Linked DNA regions of Mus musculus: regions 2 and 3 are each linked to region 1. A link is a contact called in public Hi-C data. All regions are on one chromosome and are shown on one strand. Each heading gives the region's core, a stretch centred on a gene start, on an enhancer-like site or on the middle of the called end of the contact. The rest is flanking DNA. Distances are from core to core; before and after follow the strand shown.

Region 1 (2,601 bases), core at 59-2,558:
TTTTTCAATATTTTTCTTAATACTAAAGTGGTCCCTACTAGTGGCATGCAATCTAGAGGCTGAGACACTGCTTGGTGGCTGCCAGTGAATTAGACAGTGGCTCAGAATCCCAGAGTCCTCCATAGGAGGAAGACTAGTCTCCAGAAATATTGGACTTCAAAGAAGAGAGGGGCTACAAAAAGCACAAGTCAGGGACACATCTTAAGAAGAGAGCTAAAGAGCTTCAGATATGGCCTGTAGACTGTGAACAGGGATATGCAAAAGGGCTCCTGGGTCAGGGAAGAGCAACAAGGCCACAGAAGTGGAGACAGGAAGGCATGGAGAAAAGGCTGGCCATGAAGGTCCATGAGTAGTATGTTTGTCTACCATGCAGGGAGCCCTGAGTTTCATCTCCAAACCACATAAACTGGGTAGGCGGCACATGCCTGTATCCCCAGCACTCGGGATGGAGACACTAACTCCTTCAGAAGTTCAAGGAGATTTTTGCCTATGCAATGAGCTTGAGGTCAACTTGGGTTACACAAAGACTTTTCTAAAGGAAAAATAAGGGAAGAAGGGAGGGAAGAAAGGAGGAAAGAGGGAGGCTAGGAAGGAGGGAAAAGGGAAGGAACCATACAGTTCTTTAATTGACTGTGAAATTTGCAAATCTGAGGAACAATGGAGAGCTGCTGCTGGAAGCACTTGTGTGCTCCACATTGTTGGGCTCCCTCTGAGCTCACTGGCAGATGCTCAAAGGACTCTGGGTTCTTCCTGGCTCAGCAGACAATCTTCATTTGGAGACTGGCTCTCACCTGGGCTCCTCCTCTTCACCAATCTTTTGTTCCTCCCTACAGCCATGTCTGTGCCTAAGAAGGGCTCAGTTGACTATCTCTGTTTGCTAGAAGGACCTGTCTCCAAGAATAAGAATCCGTCTCTTCGAAGCAAGCCTGTAAGGAAGGGATTCGGGGACTTAGAACTCTAGGTTCTTTGAAGAGTCTACAGTCACCTTGTTCAGAGTCCTGATTTTGCATTAGGGCATCTTAAATGCTCTCTGGCAGACAGGCAGCCTAGTCTTGGAATCTCCAGTTCTTCCTTCTTAAAAGTGACTCAGAACCCACCCTGTACACATCTTGATTTCAGGACTCCACTGAGTAGCATTCAAGGACATTAATAAGCAGGAGCTGGTTTGCATTAACTGGTACAAAGCCCCTGTTCAGCCCTGGGGACAGCAAGCAGGAGGAGGCGGGTGGAGTCCCTGTATCTGTCAGACCTTGCCTGGGTTGGTAAGGAAAACAAGCCACTGCTCAGCCTGGCCAGCTGTTTATGTTGGGGACAGAGCGCTCCACACTGGCTGCTTGGGGGCTGCCGTGGGGAAGCTGCTGACAGGCTGGAGGCAGTGGATAATGTGAGCATTCATTCACTCCAGCTGATGTTTGCATAGCACTCCTGTGTGGAGGAGAAGGGACGGGGTGAGAGAGCAGAGAAAGGAAGAGCCATGAAGGCCACTTGGTAGAAGCCAGCCTCACGGCCTTCCAGGCCACCCTGTGGGGAGGGTCACTCTCGGGGAGTTGAGACACAGTGTCTACTGGGCAATGTGAACTTTTGTTGCCCAGCTTGCCCAAGTCTATAATAAGGCTAGTTAAACATTTCTAGTGTTTCCAAATATTCTTCATGATATTTCCCACCCACCCCCAATGAGCTGCCTGCTAAGTAAGGGTGGATAGACCCAATGCCCTTCAATCAGTTTGGATGGGGTTCAACCTCTTTTGTCCCGTACAAAAGAGCTGGGTCAGTCACTTTGGTCAGTCACTCCCTCTGCCACCTCCTGATAAGGGACCCGACTCTGAGTCCCTGACCCATTCCCAACCTCACCAGCATGAACATGACCTTGGAGTAGTTATATAACTGTTCTGGTCTTCTATTGCCTCACTTTGACTATGGGCACGATAACCAGTGCCCCATCTCCCAGGGTGGCTGTACCAGTAAGATGAGCCAATAGCCCAAAGGCAGGAGGACATCCCCAGGGAAGAAGTTGGCAAGCAATCGTTTATGCAAAGGGACAAGTAGTGGATACTGTAGAGTTTGGGAACTACAGTCAGAACTCTGTGGACTGTTCTTTTTTGTGTGTTGTTTTTTTATTGTATATTCCTTGGAAACCTTGACAGTTATTGTCAACCTCATGGGTGGCACAGAAATCCATGGTCAGGGCTTGACACACAGGCCATAGTCTCCCAAGCCTTGCTATAGGCAAGCTACAGGTGAAAGCCAAAGTTAGGGTGAACAGTTGAAGGAAAAAAACCTCTAAATGTAAGAAAATAACATGAAACACATATAACCATACATGTATGTGTTCTGGAGCACATATAACCATACAAGTATGTGCTCTGGAGAGTTTCTGACTTTTGGCCCACACTTGTGAAATTATTTGAACCTCCATTCATGTATCACAGGGGTAAGTTTTCATCTCTGTGGCAAATACCAGAAAGAAACAACTGACAAGGAGTAAGTCGGCCCTTTGGGCTCACATCTTCAGAGGTTGCAGCCCGTGGTTACCAGTGCCCACGGTGAAGGGAAGCACCACCCAGTGGTGGCCAGGAAGCAGAGAAAGTCAAGAAAGCATCG
Region 2 (2,601 bases), core at 76-2,575, 190 kb before region 1:
CACTGTAAATCCCACATCGTGGCTAACCTAGAAGAAAAAAGTATTGGACACCAAGGACCTCAATTTGAAATCAGAGAAAAGCAAGACTAACAAATGCCAGCAGGCAAGCACTTGCTGAAGTGTATTTGCCGGAGCTATCAAAAAGCCTGATGGAAAAAGTGGGCGTCCACACCAGTTTTCTAGGAACTCATTCTGTTTATACCTGCTACATTGGTGTAACTATTATTATTATTATTAATCCCCTGACCTTCACAACTGTACTGGTTTGGGTGATAAATTATGAAGTCACCTTAATGATGGCTCATCTATAGAAATGAACTCAACAAAAACTATAACCATAGCAACTAAGAATCATGTTGATGGGTGCTTTGTTAGCATAGATGGCATCACATACACCCCCAGTGTATTTTAGCCTGAATGAGGCAATTCCTTCTGTTGCTGGTGAGATTTGTATAGGCTCCGCTTGTCTTGTTGGTTAATCTGATGCAAAGACTCATCTCTGTGCTCAAATTCTGATCTCTGGCATAGGCTTAGACTATTGCTGAGACACGTCAGGTCTTTTGTCTATGGGAAACAGGTCAAGATCAGCCCTAAGGAATGGGCAAAAAGCGAACTGTGTAGTCCACATGAAGGAAGCAGGCTGGAGGTCTCACCTGCTCAGCTTGACAGCCTGGTCTGAGCAACCCGCTCCATGCTGGATGCTCAGCGTTCAGTCAGTGAGGCAGAGGACTTATATGAGGAATAACCTTATAGTGAAGCACTAAGAATAGCGTGGGCTGTGAGCAATTTGGAATGTACACTATACATCAGTGGGAGGCAGGGGATGTGGCTGTGGATGTTGGCAGAGGCTAAATGATGAAGGACCTACATCAGTAAGCATCATGGTTTTCCTCTGGAGTCGAAATGACATCTCAAATGTCATCCCATCCTGGGGCCCCTCCTTGTACTGACAGTTACGTTTGCAGCAAGATGACCTGGTTTTTCTCTCAGAACCTCTGTGCCCCTTCTAGGACTCTGTCCATATCTTGATCAGACCATCAGATGACACAGTTCCTAGGGATCCAGGACAAAGAGTGCCGGCAGAAACTGCCAACCTTGGGCACGTGTCCTCATGTTTGTGGTCACCTCTAGACACTACAGAAGAGCCGATGCAGTAAGAACAATTGATTGATGGGGGTCAAGTTGGGGTTTCCAAAGCAATTGCTGACGCTGCTGAGCTGACATAGAAGATGTTGTCTGTTCTTCTGGCGGACCTGGATGGTATAAAAGGCCGTTTAACCCAGTGCGCAGCTGCAGCCTTGAGCTGTGTGAATCTTGAACTCCCTGCCGTTCTGATGCACAGCACGTAAAAAGCATGTGATTCTGTTTACCCTGGTAGTGTGCACTCTTGGCCACAGCAGCAGATCAGTTTGGAATAAGCAAATAGAGTCACCCCGAAAGGCAAACTGCAGAAACTCTCCGCAATCACACGAGGAGGGCATGCCAACAGAGATTCTTTTCAAAGAAGAGAATTATGGGAAAGAAATCGATGAGTAAGAACTTTTAAAATCAAGTGCAGATGTTTGTTTTCTCATTTGCTCCACATGAGGGCTAAACATGATATCTGTAAGAAACGTCTCTCTTTAGGCCCAAGGGAGATTTCCCTTAAAACAGTGCAGAAAGTTTCCCCTTCACTAATTCCCTTAAACATGTTTCTTGAATAGTGACTTTTTTTTTCTTTCTTCCAACAGTCAGCAGAGCTGATTTGCTGACAAATCAGTGATGATCTGAGGGAGAGTGGCGAGTCTTCTTTTCCCCTGAGGACAGCAGAGGAGCCAAGTGATGGAGGCTATCTAGTCTAAAATAGGACCATGAGGTCACTGGACTGAGTTTGGTCCACCCCAGATCATGTGGCTACCAAGTCCACCTTGTCCATCCAAAATGCCTTAGTGAGTGTATGGTGATGACCTTTTAGCTGCAACCCTTCCTGGAGAGAAGGCTCCTGTTTAGAAGCCTTTATTATGACGGGTTCATTCATCTTTCCTTGTCAGTTGTTAAATCAGCACTCCTCTGCCCGATGAGTTGACAAACTTGGGCCAGAATGTGAATCAAGAATCTACTTCCTTTGTACAGGAATTCAGGCTCTGTGAAATCTATCAGCCAAGTCACGATGGCTTTGGTTTTTCCAGACAGGGTCTCTCTGTGTAGCCCCAACTATCCTCGAACTTGCTCTGTAGACCAAGCTGAGTTTGAGTTCAGAGACCCACCTGCCTCTGCCTTCAGAGTGCTGGGACTAAAGTGTGCACCCCCACTGCTGGAAGACAGTGTTTTTGCCATGGAGCCTGAAATGCACTATGATGTGAACTCCTAGAACTGGTACCCTTCGGTAACCATTGTGATCTGTTACCTACCTGCAGGCGGCTCTCTGAGAAGCACCGGCATATTCATGACTATTGCTTGTGCCGTCTTCACAGGCCAGAAACGTCTTCAGTTATCAGTCAGTCAACACTCAGAGAGGACAGTTTGCTTTGGAACAGTTCAAATCTATAAAACGATGCAACGGTACAAAGAACGCCCATGAGCTTTCCTCCTCCTAGGTTGCCCTTCAGATTCTGCCTGTGG
Region 3 (2,601 bases), core at 52-2,551, 140 kb before region 1:
GTTCCTAGCAGCTTCCTTTGACCTTGTTTTTCCATTTCGTTATCCCCACCTTGCTGCTGATCTTCCCATCTCCCCCTTCTGCTCTTCCCATGACAGTTGCAGCCATCTAAAGGGCAGCTAGACCCTGCCTGTGTCCTTTGCCACTTGTCCTTCCTTGACTTTGCAAATGAAGTTTTTCATTTCCAGCCCTAGGAACTCCCTGACTTGAGCAGGGACTCCTGTCACCTCCTATGCTGACCCTTCTCTACAGATAGTCTCCAGTGGCCTGTTGTTTATCTTTTAAGACCTCACCCCCGTTGCACTTCCTGGGGGGGCAACATCTGTAACTCTGAAGCCCGCCCTTCTCCCAGAGCTAGATAGGGTCTAATTCTTGCCCAGCACTTACTAACACATTCCTTATGGAAATCAGTGCCAGCAGCTGGGACTGGAATCAGCTGAAGCCCGACCCACTCAGAGGTCTGGCACCCTAAATAGGGACACCTGACAGGTGGGGTGGAAGAGACATCTTAGTGTTTATTTTCTCTACATCTCTTTATCATCAGAGTACCCTAAATATCTGACTTCTTATATGGCAGCTCATCGACTCAGAGGCTCAAGGAGAGGGGGGGGAGAGAGGGGGAGAGAGAGAGAGAGAGAGAGAGAGAGAGAGAGAGAGAGAGAGAGAGAGAGAGAAACATATTTCCTGTTCTGTGCTCACACCCCAACCATGCAGTGTTGATTCTGTAGCACTCCATCAGACCTGGTTGCCATGGAGACTGACCCAGGTAGAGAGAGAGAGAGGGACTCTATCCCTTAATGGAGAGGGTCACAATACCAGGCTCCAGAAATACCACAAGAATGTTAGAAAACAGCATCTGCCACATCCTTGGTCTCAAAGCTTTGTCCTACCATGAGTTACCAGCATGCCAAATGAACATTCAAACCCAGAGATTTCTGCAGCTCTCTGATAGACGCCCCCAGAGGCTGGAAAAGACCACCTGGACTCGCTGTGAGATACAGGAGTATCTACTGAACCACGAAGACATGAGATTTTCCAGAGTCTCTCAAAGATAATGTTGGCCCACTGGCTGCTGAGAAGGGAAGGGAAATTTTTGCGCACCATGTTGAAGCTGCCACAAACAGCTCTATGGCCTTGGCCACTTGTGAATTGCTTGTTTCACGTGTGAACCCAAGATACTCTTGTGTCTGCACTAATTTGTGAATTGTGAAGCAAGCAAGACTCCACCATGTCCAAAGAGTTACCCTAGAGCTGTTGCAAACTGTGTGGTTGTTAACTGGTTCTGGGTTTTGTTTGTTTTATTGTGAAATTGTTTTGTTTTCACTCTGTAGATCAGACTGGCCTCTGACTCACTGAGATCTACCTGCCTGTGCCTCCCAACTGCTCAAGTTAGAGACCGGTGACCACGCCCCGTTCTTTTTTGTTTGTTTGTTTGTTTGGTTTGGTTTTTGTTTTTTTTTTTTGTTTTTTTTTTTTCGAGACAGGGTTTCTCTGTGTAGCCTTGGCTGTCCTGGAACTCACTCTGTAGACCAGGCTGGCCTCAAACTTGGAAATCCGCCTGCCTCTGCCTCCCAAGTGTTGGGATTAAAGGCTAGGCCTTTAAGGCTGCTAGGCCCCTGGCTCCCAAGCCCCATTCTTTACATAGAATTTGCATCTGTCATTATTGCAGTCTTCAGCCTCCACTTTAGGTGGAAGTGGAGAAAACCAGGATGCAGAGGAAGGAAAAGTAGGAGAGAGAAGGTGGGCAGGCAGAGAATTGATCACTGAACCCTGTAGTGGCTCTGCCTCTCCAGAGTGGGAACCTCAGCTGGCCTCCTGAGCAAGACAAGGCAAATTTAATAAGCCTGTCAGCATGTCTCCCCCCTCACCACACACACACACCCCAGAACAGATGGTTGCTCTCTTCCAAGCTACACTGTTTAACATAACTCCCCAAGTTTACCAGGCCTTAGATACCCATTCCAGGCAAGGAACTCCAGGGAGGACACAATTAAATCACAATTTTTATGTTATTGATTTGGCCTAAGTTGATATGGCCCCATCTGGTTGAAATAAAAAATGCATTTTTCCTGTTGTATAGCTGCCTAATAATAACAAAAATTTCTGAATTTTTAAAAAAAATATCCATTTTGCATCCAAACACTGATGATTCAGTTCCCTGGGAGTTTTAGGGGCAAACAAGTGAATTCCCTTTTGAATACTAAAGCTAAACTAAATTCAGTTTAAAATTAATTTTAGGCAAATTAATATTCATTTTTCAGGAGCGAATTTCCATTTTAAATTGCATCATGGTGAACTCTCCCGATTTCAGTCTCTGCACTAAGCTCATGCCAACATCCAGAGGAAGAGGCACGACATGGAGGCACAGCATCGTGATGCAAGGCACGACACAGAGGCACAGCAGCGTGATGCAAGGACAGCTCTGCTGCTAACCGAGCTTCCAGCTTTCCCCGGGCTCTGCACGCTGGCGGGGAGTCCAGGAGACTTCTGCTGATTCATGGATGATTCGGTTCAGACTGCTTTCCAGTAGACTGCTGGAGATGAAACCGCCAATAAAACACCAGCCACCCCAGTTTATGAGAGCTCTTTTTTTATTATAATGT

Evidence for each region. Hi-C and Micro-C count contacts between places; a contact is called where the count stands out from the background.
Region 2: a contact with region 1 is called in a Hi-C map of liver, with 5 times the contacts expected there. The contact joins two enhancer-like sites. A contact is called at or near these places in 1 of 15 datasets of contacts at CTCF or cohesin (liver), 6 of 484 Hi-C or Micro-C datasets (erythroblasts and liver), 6 of 115 datasets of contacts at active chromatin or transcription factors (the HPC-7 cell line, bone marrow-derived macrophages, embryonic stem cells and 2 more) and 1 of 9 other capture datasets (embryonic stem cells).
Region 3: a Hi-C map of liver shows a contact between it and region 1, with 8 times the contacts expected there. The contact joins two enhancer-like sites. A contact is called at or near these places in 2 of 484 Hi-C or Micro-C datasets (adipose-derived mesenchymal stem cells and liver), 2 of 115 datasets of contacts at active chromatin or transcription factors (double positive thymocytes and liver) and 1 of 9 other capture datasets (embryonic stem cells).

The regions. Positions count from the first base shown.
Region 1 is chr8:35,210,973-35,213,573 of GRCm38.p6, reverse strand. No RefSeq gene overlaps it. Among named protein-coding and RNA genes, the nearest start is that of Gm34474, 6.4 kb to the left of the region's middle. Within about 2 kb of position 1,308, at least 36 of the 459 cell types and tissues checked have an H3K27ac peak or open chromatin away from gene starts, as enhancers often do. A contact at or near this core is called in hepatocytes and liver, where this site is marked.
Region 2 is chr8:35,405,100-35,407,700 of GRCm38.p6, reverse strand. It overlaps Gm45301 (a long non-coding RNA gene), which reads left to right. Exons shown (of 2, transcript XR_003947528.1): 2 at 1-2,601. Among named protein-coding and RNA genes, the nearest start is that of Gm45301, 3.1 kb to the left of the region's middle. Within about 2 kb of position 1,325, at least 12 of the 459 cell types and tissues checked have an H3K27ac peak or open chromatin away from gene starts, as enhancers often do. A contact at or near this core is called in hepatocytes and liver, where this site is marked.
Region 3 is chr8:35,348,696-35,351,296 of GRCm38.p6, reverse strand. Gm34705 (a long non-coding RNA gene) reads left to right here. Exons shown (of 5, transcript XR_378885.3): 5 at 2,260-2,601. Among named protein-coding and RNA genes, the nearest start is that of Gm34705, 18 kb to the left of the region's middle. Within about 2 kb of position 1,301, at least 40 of the 459 cell types and tissues checked have an H3K27ac peak or open chromatin away from gene starts, as enhancers often do. A contact at or near this core is called in liver, where this site is marked.